Regions from separate parts of the Rattus norvegicus genome. Here region 2 is linked to region 1. The links are chromatin contacts, called in public Hi-C maps. All regions are on one chromosome and are shown on one strand. The core of a region is the stretch at or near the end of the contact, and the rest is flanking DNA. Distances in the headings are between cores, read along the strand shown.

Region 1 (4,536 bases), core at 802-3,301:
AGTTTAGTGATTACATGAATCTCAGAAGAGACTGAACTTTGGACTTCTAATGTTATTGAGACTGCTACAGACTATGGGGACTTTTGAAGTTACACTAAATGTTGTACATTATGTTATGTTTAGGTATGGCCTGCATAGAGTCATAGGCGTGAACAAGCCTATAGGGGCCAAGGAGTGGAATGTAGTGGTTTTAATATATTTGGCTCAGGGAGTGGCATAGTTTGAGGTGTAGCTTTGGAGTAGGTGTGTCACTGTGGGTGTGGGCTATATAAGACCTTAGCTGCCTGGAAGCCAGTATTCTGCTAGTAACCTCAGAGGAAGATGTAGAACTCTCAGCTCCTCCTGCACCATGCCTGCCTGGACACTGCCATGCTCCCGTCTTGATGATAATGGACTGAACCTCTGAACCTGTAAGCCAGCCCCAATTAAATGTTGTCCTTTATTAGACTTGCCTGGGTCATGGTGTCTGTTCACAGCAGTAAAACCCTAACTAAGACACTGCATAAAGATTTTTTTGGGGGGCTGGGGATTTAGCTCAGTGGTAGAGCGCTTACCTAGGAACCGCAAGACCCTGGGTTCGGTCCCCAGCTCCGAAAAAAAGAACCAAAAAAAAAAAAAAAAAGATTTTTGTTTTGTTTTGTTTTGTTTACTATCCTTGCATTCTTCTCTCCACAGAGCACCTTATCCCAGAATTCCATTAGTATAGCAGTTTTATTCTAGATGAGCAAGGATGGCCAAACTTCTAAGCCAGACACTCTCTCATTGCATTTTTGTTATAATTCTATTAGTCCACTAAACATGTGGCAGGAAACACTGTTCTTTCAATCCTTTCAGCACGGTAAACATTTTAACTCAGAATTTAAATTCTTAAGAGTTTTGCAGGAAGAATGTATAACTATGACGTTCTAATCTGATTAAAGTAAGTCATACCTATTAGAATAAGAATCTGCTGACATTTATGATTTAGAGATATGCTACTACATGTCATCTAGGCCAAATTTCATAGGAAATTCCCTTTGTTAGACTTTGATGCTGATATATTTTTGTTAATTTTTTTATATGTTTTACTTTCTGCCAAAAATGTAGTTTATTCTCTATTACACTTAATAGAAAGGTTTGAGGCCATTTCTTTATTATTAACCATGTTACTATTTTGCCTGCTGACTTCATGTCTTGAGTGGAAAACAGAAGCAGACGCTATGAGCATAATATCTAAAGCTTTTGTCTCATCCCAGTTCATGGAAGCATTACTCGTTCACAGCAGCCGAGACATAGAATCAGCCCAAGTGTCCACACTCATGACTGGATTAAGGAAATGCAGTACCATTGCTAGGAAGATGGCTCAGTGGTTACAGTGCATGCCACACATGAGGGCCATAGCTCAGATTCTCAGAACCCCCACACATGCCAGGTGGGCATGGCAACTTGCCTGATTCCAGCCTTGGAGGGTAGAGAGGGGATTCCCTGAGGAAGTTGGCTTTCTCAGTGTGCTCTGGATCTGACTGTGAGATGTGCATCCACACTTGCAGAGATGATTGTGTTAGTACTTTTCTGTGCCCTTTTTTTACTTCAGCAATCTGTTGTTGTCTAGAGCATTTTCTTTTGACTTAACGAATTACAAGTTTTTAATGAAGATATGTTCACAGAGGCAATGAACTTTCAACTTATCATCTTACAAGGCAAAGGACTAGCAGTGTGGCATGTAAGTAGAGTGTGGCCAGCATGCACATGGCCTTGGCCGTGCTATGAAAGCAGCAGTTGCCACGGAGCCAAAAGTTCCATTCCTAATTATATAACCAAGAAAATGGAAAGCATACGCCATTAGAGTATCATTTATAATAATTTATAATTTAAATGTCTAAAAAATAGTCTAAAGTATGAAATGTTTTATCTTAGCCAAGCACAGCAGCTCATGCCTGTAATTTTATCACTTTCGAATCTGAAGCAGGAAGAGAACTGGTGTGAGATCAAGGTCAGCTGGGCTACATTGTGAGGTCTTGGCTCTGGTTTCCTCTGGAGAGATGAAGCTACGTAAACACAGTTCTGACACTATGTACTTGTTCTGTTTGCAAATCTATGAAGGGCGTGCAGACTCAAAACAGGAGCCATAGAGACACAGGGTTCCGGACAGTCCTTCCCACTAGCCTTTCCCCCTCTGTAGTTCTTGGGAAGAGAGCTTTTGGTTTCTAGACACAGTTATTCTTAGTAATTGAATTGGGACTCAAATGGCTCAGAACCTATGAGGATTTTTTTGAGAACCTTTGAACATCTTGAAATGTTGCTTATAAAAAAATTTTTTTCTGTTTCTCTTGGTCTTTGAGAAAGAAACAGCTCACTAGATAAAAGGACTCGTGTTTATCCTGTACTTTGCTTAGCGTATATTTCTTACGTGTGTTGGCATGAATCTGCATGTGGTGGTAAGAGGACAATGTGTTTGTAGGTTAGAAGGATAGAACTCTGTCTGGTTATCAGGCTTGTCAGCGAGTGCTTTCCCCACTGAGCCGTACCGGAAGTGAACCGCTTTCCAGGTGGCATGTTACAGGGTATATGGGTGGCTCTGTCCGAAGGTCGGAAGTCTCACTTTGTATTCATTTCCTGTTTTCTCTTTATTATGAAATCAGTAGTATGAGATAGTGCAGTCCCCTTAACATATTTTAAACCTTGTATGTATAATTGAGATGCTGTTTGTCTAAAAAATAAATATAAGTTCCTTATGTTAGCATGCAAATTTTTAGCCTTTTTTTTTTTCTTCAAAATATTGTCTTCCCATTAAATTAGGGTAACTTTCTTCCTTGTTTACCTGGTATTTTTTTTTCCTGTAAAAATAAATATATTGAGAGCATTGAGGAAAGGGTGAATGCTGCTGTGGCAGTCCATTTGCATTTGGCTTGTCCTCTTCTACACCTTGATTTAGGTCATGGTAGTGTGCATGTTTAAGATCTGAAAAGCCATTACTGATTGCTTATCCACTGGGGCTTAGGTTAAACACACTGACCATGGGTTCATCATTTGTTTATTCCTCAGGTTTTAAACCACTTTTCTATTTCCATATTCCTGTGATGCAACAGTTTTGAAAGATGAAAAATAAAACAGAAAAAATATCTTGTAAAGTGACTTTATCTGCCTGTGTGTTAGTGGACATCTTGTGTCTCTGTCATTGTCCATGGTCATGCCATTGCAAAGAAATTGTATTCATTGGTTGAATCCTTCAGTTTTCAAGGTGCCTTGAGTTTTCATTCTTTGTATTCTTACATTTCTAATCTTAAAATATCTGAAATGAAGGGAATAGTGAGGAAGGTTTTTTAATATCCATTCTGCTTCTTTATTGTAACAGAATTTAGTAGCTATAAAACCTAACTACACTGTGTGGTATCAAGATTGTATGACTTTCTAGAATGCATTTGTGTTCAGTTACCTGGATGTAAATTCTTTTAAGAAATCCTTATTCTTAGATTTGGGAGACACGGGAGACAGTGCATGACATGGCATGGGTGCAGAGTCAGGGACAGCATGTAGATATGACTGTCCGTCCTGTGAGCTCTGGGAAATCAAATTCAGGTCATCAGGCTCCTGGCAAGTATGCTTGCCCGCTGAGCTGGTAAACTCATTCATTTCTGCAATTAGACAGTAAAGAAAATCCCCAGTAAACACAAAATAAAGATTAAGCACATATATATTTGCCAAGCTTTTATATATTTATATATGTATATAAAATTGTATTTATATAATTGCTCTGTTATAAATAGTTTGAATGAAGTGGTTTATACCAATTTTCTTTCCTTGCTTAACTAGGTTTTGTTTGGTGCTAATGTATTTCCCTCTTTGTGTTCAAAGGGTAGCCATTCTACAAAAGTGGAAGCTGTGGTCAGAACTCTGATGAAAATACAACTTAAAGATCCGGGGGCCAAAGCGCTCGTTTTCTCAACGGTATAATCAAGGCTTTCTGCTTCAGTCTAGCTGGTCTTCTGCCTCTAATAAGTGTCTATCTGAGTACTACTTATAAATACCTGCTGATATAGAGCTAAGACTCAGAATTAATGCCATTTCTTTCTGTGTCCTTATGTTTAGAGAAATGTGATGATACTTTATAAAGGCAGTTCCTATCACTACATATTTTTATTAAAATTAAATTTTAAATTGATGTCATTTAGAGATATTTTTGATATTTGAAAAGTTAGAATCTGTAACCTTCAAAGATTCACTCACAAGTGAAATGGTCTATTTAAGAAAAAGTAGTTAATGTACTATAAGTAAATTGTTATTTATAAATATACTAAAATTCTAGTTTTACATTTAAAAAGATGAACTATATCTATTAAAGACACCGCTGTTTTAAACGTTTTCAGTGATGTCTGTATTTTATTATATTACTGTTGTACAGTATTTGATGGGGAAGTGCTGTCCCCACAGAGCTGGTGTTGCTGGTTCCTCTGAGCGTTTGGGTTTGCTCACTTAACTGAAGTATGAAAGATATTGTGGCTTAATTATGATTTATTCCCTCCTCAAATCTCTCTGGCCGAAAGCTGTGTGTAAACA
Region 2 (4,536 bases), core at 938-3,437, 63 kb after region 1:
AAGGTACAAGATAGAAGAAGGCCTGTCATTGGATGAGAAGGAAGGATGGGCGGGAGAAAAATTTTAGAGGAGGAGGAGACTGGAGAGAGAGAGCAAGAGAGGTAGCAGCCAAGAGAACACGAAGGTGGATGTTAAGATTTCTCTCTGCACATTTACAGGTTGTTATGAATATTCTTAAGGGATGGATGTGTACAGGATTTTGTATGTCTAGATTGCAAATTATATCTTATCAATTGGATCAGAGGTTATTGTGTTGTGTTCTTTCATGTGGTGATTTAATTGAGTTCAGGAAAGTGCATGGTGGCAGGACACTGGGCCACCATGGAATTGGGATGTGTATGGCTGGCATGGTGGCAACCTGCCTTGGGAACTAGAGAGATTCTTGGGTAGAGAGACTGTCACCAGGCTCAGAGAGTAGCCATCAGCAGTGTGATATGGAATGGAACAAAGAGGGTGAGGTGCTTTGCTGACTGAGATGAAAATATCCAACAGATGCCACGAGGCACCACGGTTCCGGCTCTAGTGCGGGATAAAAGAAGCGTTATTTCAATTTTACTGCAACACCTACTTTTTGAGAAAGGGCCTCATACTGAGGCTACATGGGGCTGCCTCCCCAGCCCTGGGATTAAATACTCACACTACCACACTTGGTGGTGAACCTGCTTGCTCAGCAAAAACTTTACCAACTGACTTACCTTCCCCGTCCTATAGTTTTTATTGTATTCCACTATGAAATTGAAAAAATAGAGTATGTATTTTTCCTAAGTCTATGCAAGAGTAGTTTAAGAACGGGGGATGCTTCTCTCTTTAAAGAGAGTAGACAGGTCAAACCTGCTACTGCTTATTTGTTCGTTTTAAATTGCCAAAGTGCCTGTTGCTTTTCTGAGTGTCTAAGCCACATAAATGGTAGCTTTGTTTCACAAGTCTAGACCAAAGTCCACGTATACTTCAGAGGACATATTTGATTCCTGGTAGTGTCTGGTTGCCACTTATGGAAGGGCAGAGGTTTCTGATTTGTACTGACTCCCACTCAGCTTGAGGTGGCAGACGACCTAGTGTCAAAAACCCAGACCTTTTCAGTGTGCTCAGTCTTAAAAGTTCCTCAGGGTTTTGTGCAGCTGTTGTCCGAATGTGCTGGTCTTTAAGGTGAAAAAGTCTTGAGACTCGGTCCCTGGACCGTGAATCACGTGAGCCACCGTTTCCAACAGCTGGAGGTAAAAATTGCAGTCACCAGGAATGGCCACCCAAGGGGGTTTTCTCACCTCTGCCCCTCCGCCAGTCAGGGCCACGACTCCTTCAACGTGGCTCTGAGACGGGCGTCGGTGACGTCAGCGCCCCTCAGTCTCACACTTGGGCCTGGCGGTAGTAACAGGGACGCCTACACGCCGTGTGTGTAGGCCTGGGTGGCTGCGGGGACGCGCCGCGCCCTCTGGAGGCCGCGTGGGGCGCTCCAAGGAATCCACCCTCCGGCGGGCTGACGGGCAGCAGGGCTCTTACAAGGGGAAACGGGTCACAGAGCAGAGCGGTCACCGAGTCACAGGGCTCGGGCACGTGAGGTGGTGGCAGTTACCACAGACAACCGGAGCTGGCCTATTTCCTGCGGGTGCGAGCTAGGAGGACGCGTCGCGCTTCTGGGGCCTGCGTTCTCTACAGTGCCACACGGGTTCTGGGAGTCCTTCCGTTAAATAAATAAATAGAAACAAAAAACAAAGGTTCAAAAGCTGAGCCGGGCTGGGAGCACCGTGGGAGCCTTGCGGGAGCATCACGGGGACGCGCCAACGGGGACGCGCCAACAGGGACGCTCCACGAGTTCTCTGCGTCCGGCCTCACCGGCAGAGGGCAGCGTGCGCGTCCTCGTCGGCCGTGCGTGCGCGCGCTCGCGCGCTCGCTCCGGGGCCGGGGGGCGGGGCGCAGCGGGGCGGGGCGCGCGAGGAGGGCGGTGGCGGTTGGAGGCCGAGGAGAAAAGGCGGCGGTCCGGCCGGGGCAGACACGCTGAGGATTGGGACGGGACCGGCTCTGTACGTGGTCCGGTCCGGTCCGGTCCGGTGCGGGGAGGCTGCAGAGCGGCCGGACGCGACGGACAGGGCTGCCGGGGTTTGAGTGGCGCTTCGGCCCGCGTGGGCTGGTGAGTGTGGCGAGGCCGCGGGAGGCTGGCGCGGGGACGCGGGCGGTCAGCGGCAGGGACGGCGCGGGCCCAGGGGGCGGCGGGGCCGGTGGAGTCGGCGCAGCTCGGAGGCTCCCGTCCAGCTCGCCCGGGCCTCGAATCGCGCCCGGCTGCCTGTGTGGCCCGCCCTTGAGGCTCCCGGCAAATGGCGCCCCGACCCCGGGGGACGCCGACCCGGGTGAGACCCCCCCCCCAACACACACACACACAATGAGCGCGGAGGAGTCCCGGGGGACCCCGGAAAGCGTGGTTCGCACCCTCTGGCTTGTAGGGACTTGGGTGGTTTGGGCGCAAACGGGTTAAGGGACCGCGAGGCATCTCCAAGAGTCCCCGCCGGATAAGCGAAGTTGGTAACTTGTCCATTCATGGAAGTGAGAGGCGCGGAGGCTTCGCCGTGGCCCTTGTTAAAGGGAGACTTAGGGATCATCCCCCCACCCCCAAATTACTGGGTCCAGCTCGTGGAGTCCCACATCGGAAGCAGGACAAGGAACGCAGGGCGGATTCAAAGTCACTCGGGAATACATTTTAACCTCGACCGAGGCCTGTGTTTACCACGCTTCTCCTAGCCCCCCTCTCCCTTCTTTGAGCCCCGTGGTAAATCCCGGATGAAAAGATGCTTGGGAAGGAGTTGACCTTTTCTCTCATGATTGCTTTGTTGACTGTGATCCAAGATGGAAGTTATTTGTGGGCATCCTGGTATCAGAGAGGGTTAACGTTTTTAAAACGAAATCTCAAAAAGGTTGAGGTTTTTCTATTTGCTCCCTGCTAAATTTCAGGCACAGTCAGTTACATTAACATGTTTTGCACGCTTTTCTGTTAGTTTTCCCAACCAATCCCATGTTGACTGGCAGTGAGACAAAGGATACCATAAAGTCTCCCTGTTTGCCTTTTCTAAAGCATGCAGTTTCGTTGAATCACTCTCCTTTATGCTTAGTCACTGTTTCTTGCTGTGGGAGTTTAGTTGGGGACAACATGATGTTTTGCTAACTTGTTAGATCACCAGTTTGTACAGAGGGACATAAGCTTTTGTGTGTGTGTGTGATTCTAGAAATAGTAGGTGTTTGATGAATAATATAAGAAACTGAAACCTATGGATTCCATGTGTTTAATTTCAACCTAATGTTCTGAATGTTTAGATTTAGATTTAAGGTTTTTTTGTATATCGTTTTAAAATATGAAATATTTAAATAAAATGTACTTTTAAAAATAATATTGCATAAAATAATTGCTAACACTTCCCATATGGTTGGAGAGGTGCATTAAGGTCAGACAAACAGGCTTTAGTTAATGTGTTTACTATTTGATATAGCATGTTTCTAAAATGTAACTTGGATAGTCTTCTAAATAAGTTTTTAAGACAACTGTTTATTTAATAGAAGGAATTATTCTTGCTAGGCATTTTCTTGGAGAATATCATTGCATTTATGCATTATATTCAAGGATAAAAGTTTTAAGTTAAGGACTGAGAAAATATTACACTTCATATTAATTATGATGAGATAGGTGCGATTCAACTGAAGTAGTTGTTTGTATATGTGCATACTAGTAGGAAAGTATTACATCGGAATGTACTTCAGTTAAAACCTGGTTGGTTTTTGTTTTAAACAAAAAGATGTTTTTTTTTTTTTTTTTTTTTTGCTTTTTTTCTTTTTTACAGACTAGTTAATGTTAGCACTGGGTAGAATGGTGCCTTATATAATGGTTACTGCATTTAGTAAACTATACATTTAAGTAACATTTAAAAGTAGTTGTGTAAATCTGACTATTGTGTAAAGCAGAGCTACTATATTTGTGTACTAGTGGACACAGACATAACTGTAGCCAACTTTTCAGAAGTCGGGATTGCTTTTAAAGGACAACAATTGCCTCAAGGTCAAAAGCTGAGGCTTCCTAGAAGCTCATCTTCCTGCCTTCTTAGACTGAGTCTTTCCTGTCACTTGAGTAGACCTGGTTTTATCCATTTGTTTAAATAGGTTCTCAACTGAATATTAAATTTAATTTCTGATCCAAGGCTATGATTTTTCCATTTGTGTATTTAGGAGAGAAAATTGTGAGTAGTTAGAACTTTAGCTTCAAAATTTTTAACCATGACCAGTTTTGAAATGTTTTAATTTTGAAATGTTACATCCAGGGGGGATAAGAACATGAAAATAAGTTTCCATATCATTAGCTCATTCTTCTATAAAACCAGAAGCAAAGTTTAATAAAATAATTAGAGTATAACTCATTTAGCCATTGCCCTGGTTAGTTTCAGTTGTCAACTTGACAAAACCTTGAGTCTGAGAGAAGAAGCCTTAATTGAAGAATTGAAGAATTACCTAGGTCACTCTGTGAGGATGTCAGGGCTGGACCTAGCCCTCTGTGAGCAGTAC

What was found. Hi-C and Micro-C count contacts between places; a contact is called where the count stands out from the background.
Region 2: a Hi-C map of liver shows a contact between it and region 1, with 2.5 times the contacts expected there. The contact joins the promoter of Fbxo30 here to the enhancer-like site in region 1. A contact is called at or near these places in 6 of 12 Hi-C or Micro-C datasets (the A7r5 cell line, Schwann cells, hepatocytes and 2 more).

The regions. Positions count from the first base shown.
Region 1 is chr1:7,410,365-7,414,900 of GRCr8, forward strand. It overlaps Shprh (SNF2 histone linker PHD RING helicase), which reads left to right. Exons shown (of 31, transcript NM_001107470.1): 27 at 3,835-3,927. Among named protein-coding and RNA genes, the nearest start is that of Fbxo30, 63 kb to the right of the region's middle. Within about 2 kb of position 2,052, at least 3 of the 93 cell types and tissues checked have an H3K27ac peak or open chromatin away from gene starts, as enhancers often do. A contact at or near this core is called in liver, where this site is marked.
Region 2 is chr1:7,473,652-7,478,187 of GRCr8, forward strand. It overlaps Fbxo30 (F-box protein 30), which reads left to right and starts at 2,188. Exons shown (of 3, transcript NM_001007690.1): 1 at 2,188-2,342.